3 separate regions of the Mus musculus genome follow, and regions 2 and 3 are each linked to region 1. Evidence: chromatin contacts called from public Hi-C data. All regions are on one chromosome and are shown on one strand. The core of a region is the stretch at or near the end of the contact, and the rest is flanking DNA. Distances in the headings are between cores, read along the strand shown. Region 1 has its middle 11 kb from the start of Gm32210. Region 2 overlaps Gm13986 (predicted gene 13986). Region 3 overlaps Gm13986 (predicted gene 13986).

Evidence for each region. A called contact is a pair of places that touch in the nucleus more often than the background predicts.
Region 2: a Hi-C map of uterus shows a contact between it and region 1. The contact joins two enhancer-like sites. A contact is called at or near these places in 5 of 484 Hi-C or Micro-C datasets (nephron progenitors and uterus).
Region 3: a contact with region 1 is called in a Hi-C map of uterus, with 4 times the contacts expected there. The contact joins two enhancer-like sites. A contact is called at or near these places in 1 of 15 datasets of contacts at CTCF or cohesin (the NIH/3T3 cell line) and 4 of 484 Hi-C or Micro-C datasets (all in uterus).

Annotation. Positions count from the first base shown.
Region 1 is chr2:117,692,427-117,695,050 of GRCm38.p6, forward strand. No RefSeq gene overlaps it. Among named protein-coding and RNA genes, the nearest start is that of Gm32210, 11 kb to the right of the region's middle. Within about 2 kb of position 1,310, at least 14 of the 459 cell types and tissues checked have an H3K27ac peak or open chromatin away from gene starts, as enhancers often do. A contact at or near this core is called in uterus, where this site is marked.
Region 2 is chr2:118,038,325-118,040,948 of GRCm38.p6, forward strand. The region is part of intron 4 of Gm13986 (predicted gene 13986); the gene reads right to left. Among named protein-coding and RNA genes, the nearest start is that of Gm25308, 38 kb to the right of the region's middle. Within about 2 kb of position 1,302, at least 52 of the 459 cell types and tissues checked have an H3K27ac peak or open chromatin away from gene starts, as enhancers often do. A contact at or near this core is called in uterus, where this site is marked.
Region 3 is chr2:118,006,833-118,009,456 of GRCm38.p6, forward strand. The region is part of intron 8 of Gm13986 (predicted gene 13986); the gene reads right to left. Among named protein-coding and RNA genes, the nearest start is that of Gm25308, 70 kb to the right of the region's middle. Within about 2 kb of position 1,324, at least 120 of the 459 cell types and tissues checked have an H3K27ac peak or open chromatin away from gene starts, as enhancers often do. A contact at or near this core is called in uterus, where this site is marked.

The DNA of each region.
Region 1 (2,624 bases), core at 60-2,559:
ACCCATGTATAATCACCTTTCAGGTCTTTCATCAATGTCCTGTCTGTTGTGAATAGATATTTGTTCATCAGTCTTTAGGGTTATATAACACAATTGGTGGCAGAGGAGACAACTGATAAAACCAACTGTGAGTGTAGAGGAGAGGTTGCTTGGATCCTGTGATGGGCAATGAGACATGCAACAGATATAAATATGTCTGAGTATAGAACATACCCAGGACTAATCTCATATAGCTGTTTCCTCCTTGTGGTGTAGGATGGTGTGCCTTCTTGATGTAGTGGTAGGTATACACTTCTGTTATGGCTTAGATAAGACATACAACTGAGGCTAAGATTTGTTAGAGTAGAGAAGAGAAGTTTTGTGTGGAATCCCAGAGTAGACAGGAAATAAGGTGATATGCTTATGTGATAAATGGGGTCCACTTGCTGAGTATGGAGAAGTTCCCCAGATGGTTGATGGCTAGTGAATATAATGTAACCTCCTAAAGGAGCACACACAGAAAAAGACTGTAAGAAAGCTGTGCTATCAAATGTATTAATATGAGAGGGTGTTGTCTAATATTATTGCAACTTGATATGAATACTTGGCTGATAATCTTTGGATGCCTGCCCTTTTCTTAAGAGAAAGAGAGGAGGAGTGGATGGGGAGAGAGGAGATGTGGGACATGCGTGAGTTGGGGTCAGAGGAAGTGAGGGTAAACTGTGGGCATGATGTAATGTGTGAAATAATAAATAAATAAATAAATAAATAAATAACCGTATGGCCTTGCTACGAGAGATAAGACAGACATGCAACTGAAGCTGTGTTGAATCCCTAGCAAAAATTGACTGCATAATGGATGAATTCAGTAGGGTGGGGGGAGGACATGTATCATCCTCTGAATTAAACTCTGATTTTATAAGAAAAATGGAAAGGGGAAAATGAGATGGAGATGTTGCCTTCTGTTTCTTAGAGCTGGCAGGATTCAAGGGAAAGACAGTGAAAGTCAGAGCTGGGCTAAAGAGCCCATGCTGAGATCCCGAACATCAGAACCCATGGGAAAATGTGAACAAGGAAGAGGGAGAGAATGGGGTAAAAGTGATAGGAGATACCCCTGGGTCTGTAGGACAGCAGAAGGAAACCCCCATGGCTGAACATGCAGAGAAGGGCCTTAGTAGCCAAATATAAGACATGATAATGATCAAGGAGTCCTCTACATCACAAGTACTTCAGTGTGGAAAGAATTTTAAACAAGGAATAAAGTAGCCTCTCACTGACTTGCTCATGAGATTGTGCAACACAGGGGCAGATGCAAACAATCCGAGGGCCAGTTTTCCTCAAGCAGCCCACGTGGTGCCTTCTGGGGCCGTGAAACCCAGCCAGCATAGCAGCAGCTTGCTTGCTGCTCAGTCTCAGCCTCGTTTCTCCATGCCCTGCAGCCTAAATGTATGGTGTCTTCAGCAAAGAGGAATTGCCTCCTAGATCTAGCCCCTTCAACAGCAGTCTCCCCAGCCTTTATGGCTGGTGGAGCCTCCTTGGCAAAGACCTCATAGGGAAGTTACTCTCTCCTGGCACTGATTTTTTTTTCACTCAACAGTCTTTTCTCCTCGTGTAGGGTTGCTTTCTTCACACTCCTAAGTTATCTTTATTCTGCTTTGGGTGATTATCCAGACCTGATAAAAATAAAAACATCACGTTAAAAAAGGGTTGAAAACACTAGCATAGATTAAGTATGGAAAAGAAAAAAATTAAAACATTTTATGAACTAATAGTGACAAAATGTTAAGGAAATATTTTTTCTCAACATCTATTTCCCTTAGGAACATTTTCTGAGTTTTTTTTTGTAAGGGACTGTATCAAAGGTTTCAGACAATGAATAGAAAGTGGTCATGCGTTCAGCATCCAGGGTCTATCTATCTTTATAAGTCACTCTTGGGATCTGAAAGTATAATGTTGAACAAGGTAGTCAAGATACTTACTTACCTTCATTGAGTCTACATAGTTCAATGTCAGAGATCAACAGTCAATAAATGATCAAAAATTATAATGAGAGACTCTGCATCACAATGCTAGAAGCACCGTTTTCAGATTTTGAGTCTTGGGGTTAACTTTATCACACACTTTAGCTACATTGGTGACTCACCTCTCAATACTATTGATTTCAGCAACAAAATTGAGTGGCACAGATAATTGAAGTTCTCAGATCATAAGAGAGGATATATAAGAAGAAATGCAGGGAACTAAAAGTCTCAGTGAAATAAGCCATGTTGTGTGGCCTTTTCTATGAAGATATAAAGGAACATTTTCATCACAGATCAGTCATCCATGGCAGGCTAGAGAAACAATTGCACCCAACTCGGCCTTAGTGGGCCCATTAAGTTTACTGGTGTTACTTACAAGATCAATTATGGAAGTAAGAAAGCCTACCTCAGCATGGGTGATAATTCTGAGTCATAAATGCTGCATCCCTGGAGCGCCCTGTACTACTTACAGTCAGCTCTGCAGTCTCCTTTCCCAGCAATGGATTACTGCCCCATAGCCCCATAGCAATGGATTACTGCCCCATAGCCCCAGGAAGTCACCTTGCAAGTCTTGTAACTGTTGAGTCTCTTATGTTTTTCTTAGCTTCTACCCCTTTTTGATGG
Region 2 (2,624 bases), core at 52-2,551, 350 kb after region 1:
CATGTCTTTCCCACTTGGTGCTGCAATAGAGAGGTTCAAAAATCTACTGACTAAAGAATTTAAGAGGCAAATTTACAAGTTTGTCTCAAGCAGCCTTTTGTTTTGTTTCATTACGTTGATTTGTTTGTATTTTATAATTATTAGACACTAACTCTTTGACTAAGTGTATTAGAAAGCTAATGGCCAATATCATGTCAGGGAGACTTTGTGGAGGAAAGGATCGTGGCTTATTTCACTGTGCCAAAGAAAGTCAGTCATAAACCCTGTTGGGAACAACACAGATGCTGCCGTGATAGGATAATTCTCCAAGACTGAGGAAAAAAACCCTCTCATACGTCAAAAGCTAGAACACTGACCAACTCCTAGCGTCAGACCTCAGCCATCAGTGAAAGTTAGAAGCGAGGACTTCAGATTATACCTGCTCACCCCTGATGCCTGCAAAGAGAAAGCCTCAGGTTGCTCTCTACAGCTATCAGGAGAACCCAGCACAGACATTCCCAGACAGCTACAAACACAGAGGGCTGAGGCCTAACTCACAGACGTGTAATCTTGGCCTCAGAAGCAAGTTACTCATCAAAAGAAAAGTCTAGGTTTCCAAAGTCTATGTGCATATGTATGTGTACAGAAGTGGTGTGTCTGTGTGCATGTATGATTTGTGGAGGGCTAAAGTGATTGCTTATATGATTTACCTCACAATTTACATCACCAGCCTCATTTCTACAGTGTAAACATCACCACTGCTTGCTCAACCACGCCTTCTTTCACACAAAATGTACTGAGCCCAGACATTTATCTAGCACTTAGCTTACATTGGATCTAATCTCTCCATTAGCTCAGCAACTATTTTCTACACCTGACAGAAGATTAAACTGAGGCCCTAAATAAAGCTCAAGTTCCTGCAACAGGAAAGAGGGCAGCCTGGAGTAGAACCTGGCCTACTCCAGTCCTGAAGACAGCCCTCTTTCCGTGCAACCTCCTTACGTCATAAATCATCACGTTTCTAGTTCTAGATAGTAAAAAGAAAGATGTGGAGGAGAAAGTTTCTGCTTTACGATAAACCACGCTGATAAAGATGATTCAGTGACTATTTTTGAGATGTCAGAGCTGAAAATGTACAGATTCCACAGCCCAAAGAACCTGCCAAGTCCCAATTGCACAACCAAAGCGGCGCAAGGAGCCAAGGAGGCCAACTGTGTGATGGAAAAAGCACAGATGTCATCTGGGAATGCTCAGAGGCCTGCCTTCAGATGGAAGAGAGACAGTCTTGCTTCCGCCGGAACCACGGCCTTATAAGGCCACACTAAGTTACTTCCTTGGCTGAATCAACCCAGTGCATACTGCCTGTTCGCTTAGATCACAGAGATCCTACGGCCTGAGCATCATGGAAAGAACGCCCCTGCTGGGCGGTGTGCTTAGTCCCCATCCTGAGCTGGCTCACAAACACCTACCTTGTAATAAAGCTGCTATGAGCCTTTCAGTGGGGACATGGGGGAGGCAAGACACTGGGGTCAAAGTGGAGATATTTAGGTCCTCCTGGGAAATTAGTCACACATCATATCCCTTCCTCTCCATTTACAGCCATTTATTTGGGAGCAAAGGAATTCTAAATGAATGAGAAGTCCCTTCCACGCCAACATGTGTTCTGAAGTTCACAGGAAGCCTTCTCCTCTGCCTTGGGGCATGCAGATGAGGCCTGCTCGCAGCTGCGCCTCCAGTGAGCTAATCAGACAGTACATGCCCACAATGGAGAGGGCTCCAGGGAACAGAACCAGCCATTTCTTTGCCTTGCTTCATCAGGCCTCCTGTCATTACACCAAAACTCTAGGAGGATAAAAGGGACTTAGATACCTCCAAGAAGACTGACCCGAGAATATGCATTAAACCGTGGTTAAGAATCTAGGGAAAAGGTCCTGCAAGGTTAAACACACTTCAGAAAAGGAACGTTCACACTCTTGCCAAGTTACTTCCCTTACAAATATTGATTACTCTCTGCAGATTATGCAGATATTTGTCTCAGCTGTTGTTATTTCAATGGCTTTCATTCTCAGCTACAAGAGTAATAGAGCTGTCACAAGGAGCCGATTCCAAACTTCCCCCTGAGGTAAGTCACCGGTGGGTGTTAAGATCCTCAGGAGGGGCGTGCCAAGTTCCACAAGAATCCCAGTGATTCTGAGATGATGGAGAATGCAAACTCTTTGTGGAAACTCACTAAAGGACTTCTCTTCAGTGATCCCTTGTTGGTCTCCCACCATTCTATTAACCCAAACCACAGTGTTTCTGGCTTTATCTTAGAAATCTTCACTCAGTCTTTGATCTCAGTTAAGGTCAGGATCTCTTGTGACAGGAAGGGATGATACAGATGGTGCAGTTCAAATTTCTACCTTGCAGGGCAGGGTCTCTCTCTGGTCAAGTTTCCCCTGTGCACATCCTACTATGGTAGACATTCATGGACACCAATAATTATTAGAAATAATAAGAATCAGGAGTTCAATTCTAACAGGTTTTGATACAATAGTACTAGATTATCTTGGTATTTTTTTTTCACTATGACTTTTTATTTCGACAAAATGAAAGGGGATGAGGCTGTCCATGTGTTGGGTGTCCCTTGTATTTCAGGAATGAGA
Region 3 (2,624 bases), core at 74-2,573, 310 kb after region 1:
CCTGCAGATAGTCTTTGCAGGTCTAAGCGGCCTGACCATGTAAGCCAACTTACTAAATCCTCCTTTAATTACATGTATTTCTTTTGGGTCTGTTCCACTAGAGAACCGTGACTTTATGTCAATACAACCGGAGGGTGAGGGACAGGCATGGGGAGGGATGATGTTGGGGAAGAGTGAAGAAGAATTCATTCCTTCCACACTATCACTAAACACAAACTCAGCCATTTAGGAGAAATTAACACATCAACTCTTTTAAAAAAGCCAAAAGCAGGTTTTATGTGCATCTCTTTAGGAAGAAACTTCAATTTAAACAAACCAAGTTGAGTTTCCAAATTCACACCTAGAATATAAGCGAGGATTTAATTTTGTGTCTTTCCAGTTTCTAAGGCTCTGGTTTTGACCCTGAAATTTTCTGGGGCCAGGGGAAGAAATCAAGAAGGGCTGGGAAGTCTTCTAAACTGTATGCCAAACTCCAAGAAAGATGAGAGTGACCTTAAAATGTCAGAACCCTGATCTTGGCTCGCACCTATAATCCTAGTACTCAGGGGACTGACGCAGGTGGAGTTTACGAGATTAGGGGCATACCAAGCTATTCAGTGAGTTCCAAGCCAACCTGGGCTACAGAATGATACCTTGTATCAAAAACAAACAAATAAATAAATCTTAAATCCCCCAAAGTGTCAACACTCTCATTCTTGCTGGGAACTCAAACACAACAGTCTTAGGTTAGAGCCTAAACAGTAGACTGTCTGACTGGACAATAACCATAAACAGTCTTTAAAACTCATCTTACTTGTGTCCGTGGGAGAATGAAAACATAAAAAATCAAACCAAAACCATAGCTTGGCAACATTTCCAGCAATGTAAGAGGGTTAAATAAACATGACTTTGGGTCAGAGAAAACAACAGCCGGTTCAGGGCTGAGGGGTCTTCAAGACACAGTCATGTGTTGAGAAGTATCAGAAGGAGCTGAAGTTTACAAACACTACCCTCCAGCTTTGCGGTAAAAAGCCAGTTGGGGTGGGTAAATGTTTTGAAGGGAATTAGGTATGACCGAGACAACAAAGCAGGGATATCTGTATGTACACTTCCATCTCCCAGGTCCCCACAGGATCCATGCTGCTGGTCAGTCTCCCACATGCAGAGGGCAGGACCCTGCTGGGTACGCTCAACTGCCGGATCACATCAGAGAGCATACCACCAGAGTCTGGGACTCTGGGCCACAGAGGGGTCATTGAGAAGCCGTCCAAAGGCAGTTTGTGTCTCACGTGGATTTGGCAAGCTCTGAAGGTCACATGTCAGCTTGCCCTAAAGCCTGCAGCTTCCGCTATGAACTTTTCTTCCCCTTTCCTCAACTCCCTCCCACCACAGGCTGCAAAGAGTTCCGTACAGTCTCCTACATCAAAGAATGCCTTTTGTTTAAAGAGTGGAAGCCACTCCTTCTGTCCCTCTACCATATATGGCTTAAGAAAGTGAAGGCAGGATAGAAAGCACCCCAGTATTTGCTGTGTTCCCTTTCAAAGCCTGCCCTGTTTGCAGAGGGGTTATCATGTGTCCACACAGGCTGTTTGCCACAGGTCTGAAGTGAGCCTGGTCCTTGGTGACAGTACTCTGAAGAAACTTCAGACCGTGTGTGTGTGTGTGTGTGTGTGTGTGTGTGTGTGTGTGTGTGTGTGTGAGAGAGAGAGAGAGAGAGAGAGAGAGAGAGAGACAGAGAGAGAGAGACAGAGACAGAGACAGAGACAGAGAGAGACAGAGAGAGAGAGACAGAGAGAGAGACACAGAGAGAGAGAGATCCATGATTCCTCCAATATTAGGATACAGTTTCTCTGGTTTTGCTAAATCCTCAATGGGTGTACCTCCTTTCTGTCAGGATTTTCCAAATATGAGAAAAAGCAAAGATGAATGCCCAATCATTTCCGGCCTGTGGGGAATATTTTTTTAAATGGGTAGGGAGAAGCACCACTTTGGAAGGTGCACTAAAATCTCTACTGTGGAAATACACCAATCTTTGAAACCTTTTCTACCCTCTGTATCTCTCGCACAGCTACTAGAATACTAAAAATAAAAAACCAGATCAGAAGGGAAGGAAAGGAAAGAGGGAAGGAGGGAAGGAGGGAGAGAGAGAGAAAGAAAGGAAGAAAGGTCATTCTAATTTGACTTTGTTTTCTTAACTCACTTATTTTTCCCACAAAATATTTCCAGACTACCTGTAAGCCAAGCTTCTGCCCTTCCTGGCCAGTCTATCAGCGAGTGTTGGTATGAAGGGGCCACTCTGAGACTCCTTTAGCAGTAGAAAGTGCTTCTATTTGTCAACTGGTGAGATAACTTCTAAGAAAATAGCTCACTAAAGTGCTCACATATTTCAAATATTATTATTATTGATACAAATACCAAAGCACTTGGGATTCAAGACCAGAGGAATGCAAAATCAAAGCAACTTCCTTTCAAATGATAATGACATTCAAATAAATCAGGAGTCTCCGTGGGGTAGGTTTTTATGAACTTGATACAAGCAAGAGTCACCTGGAGAGAAGAAACCTCCGCTGATAAAACACCTCCATCAGAACAGCCTGTAGGCAAGTCTAGAGCATTCCTTAATGATTGATATGGAAGGCCCACCC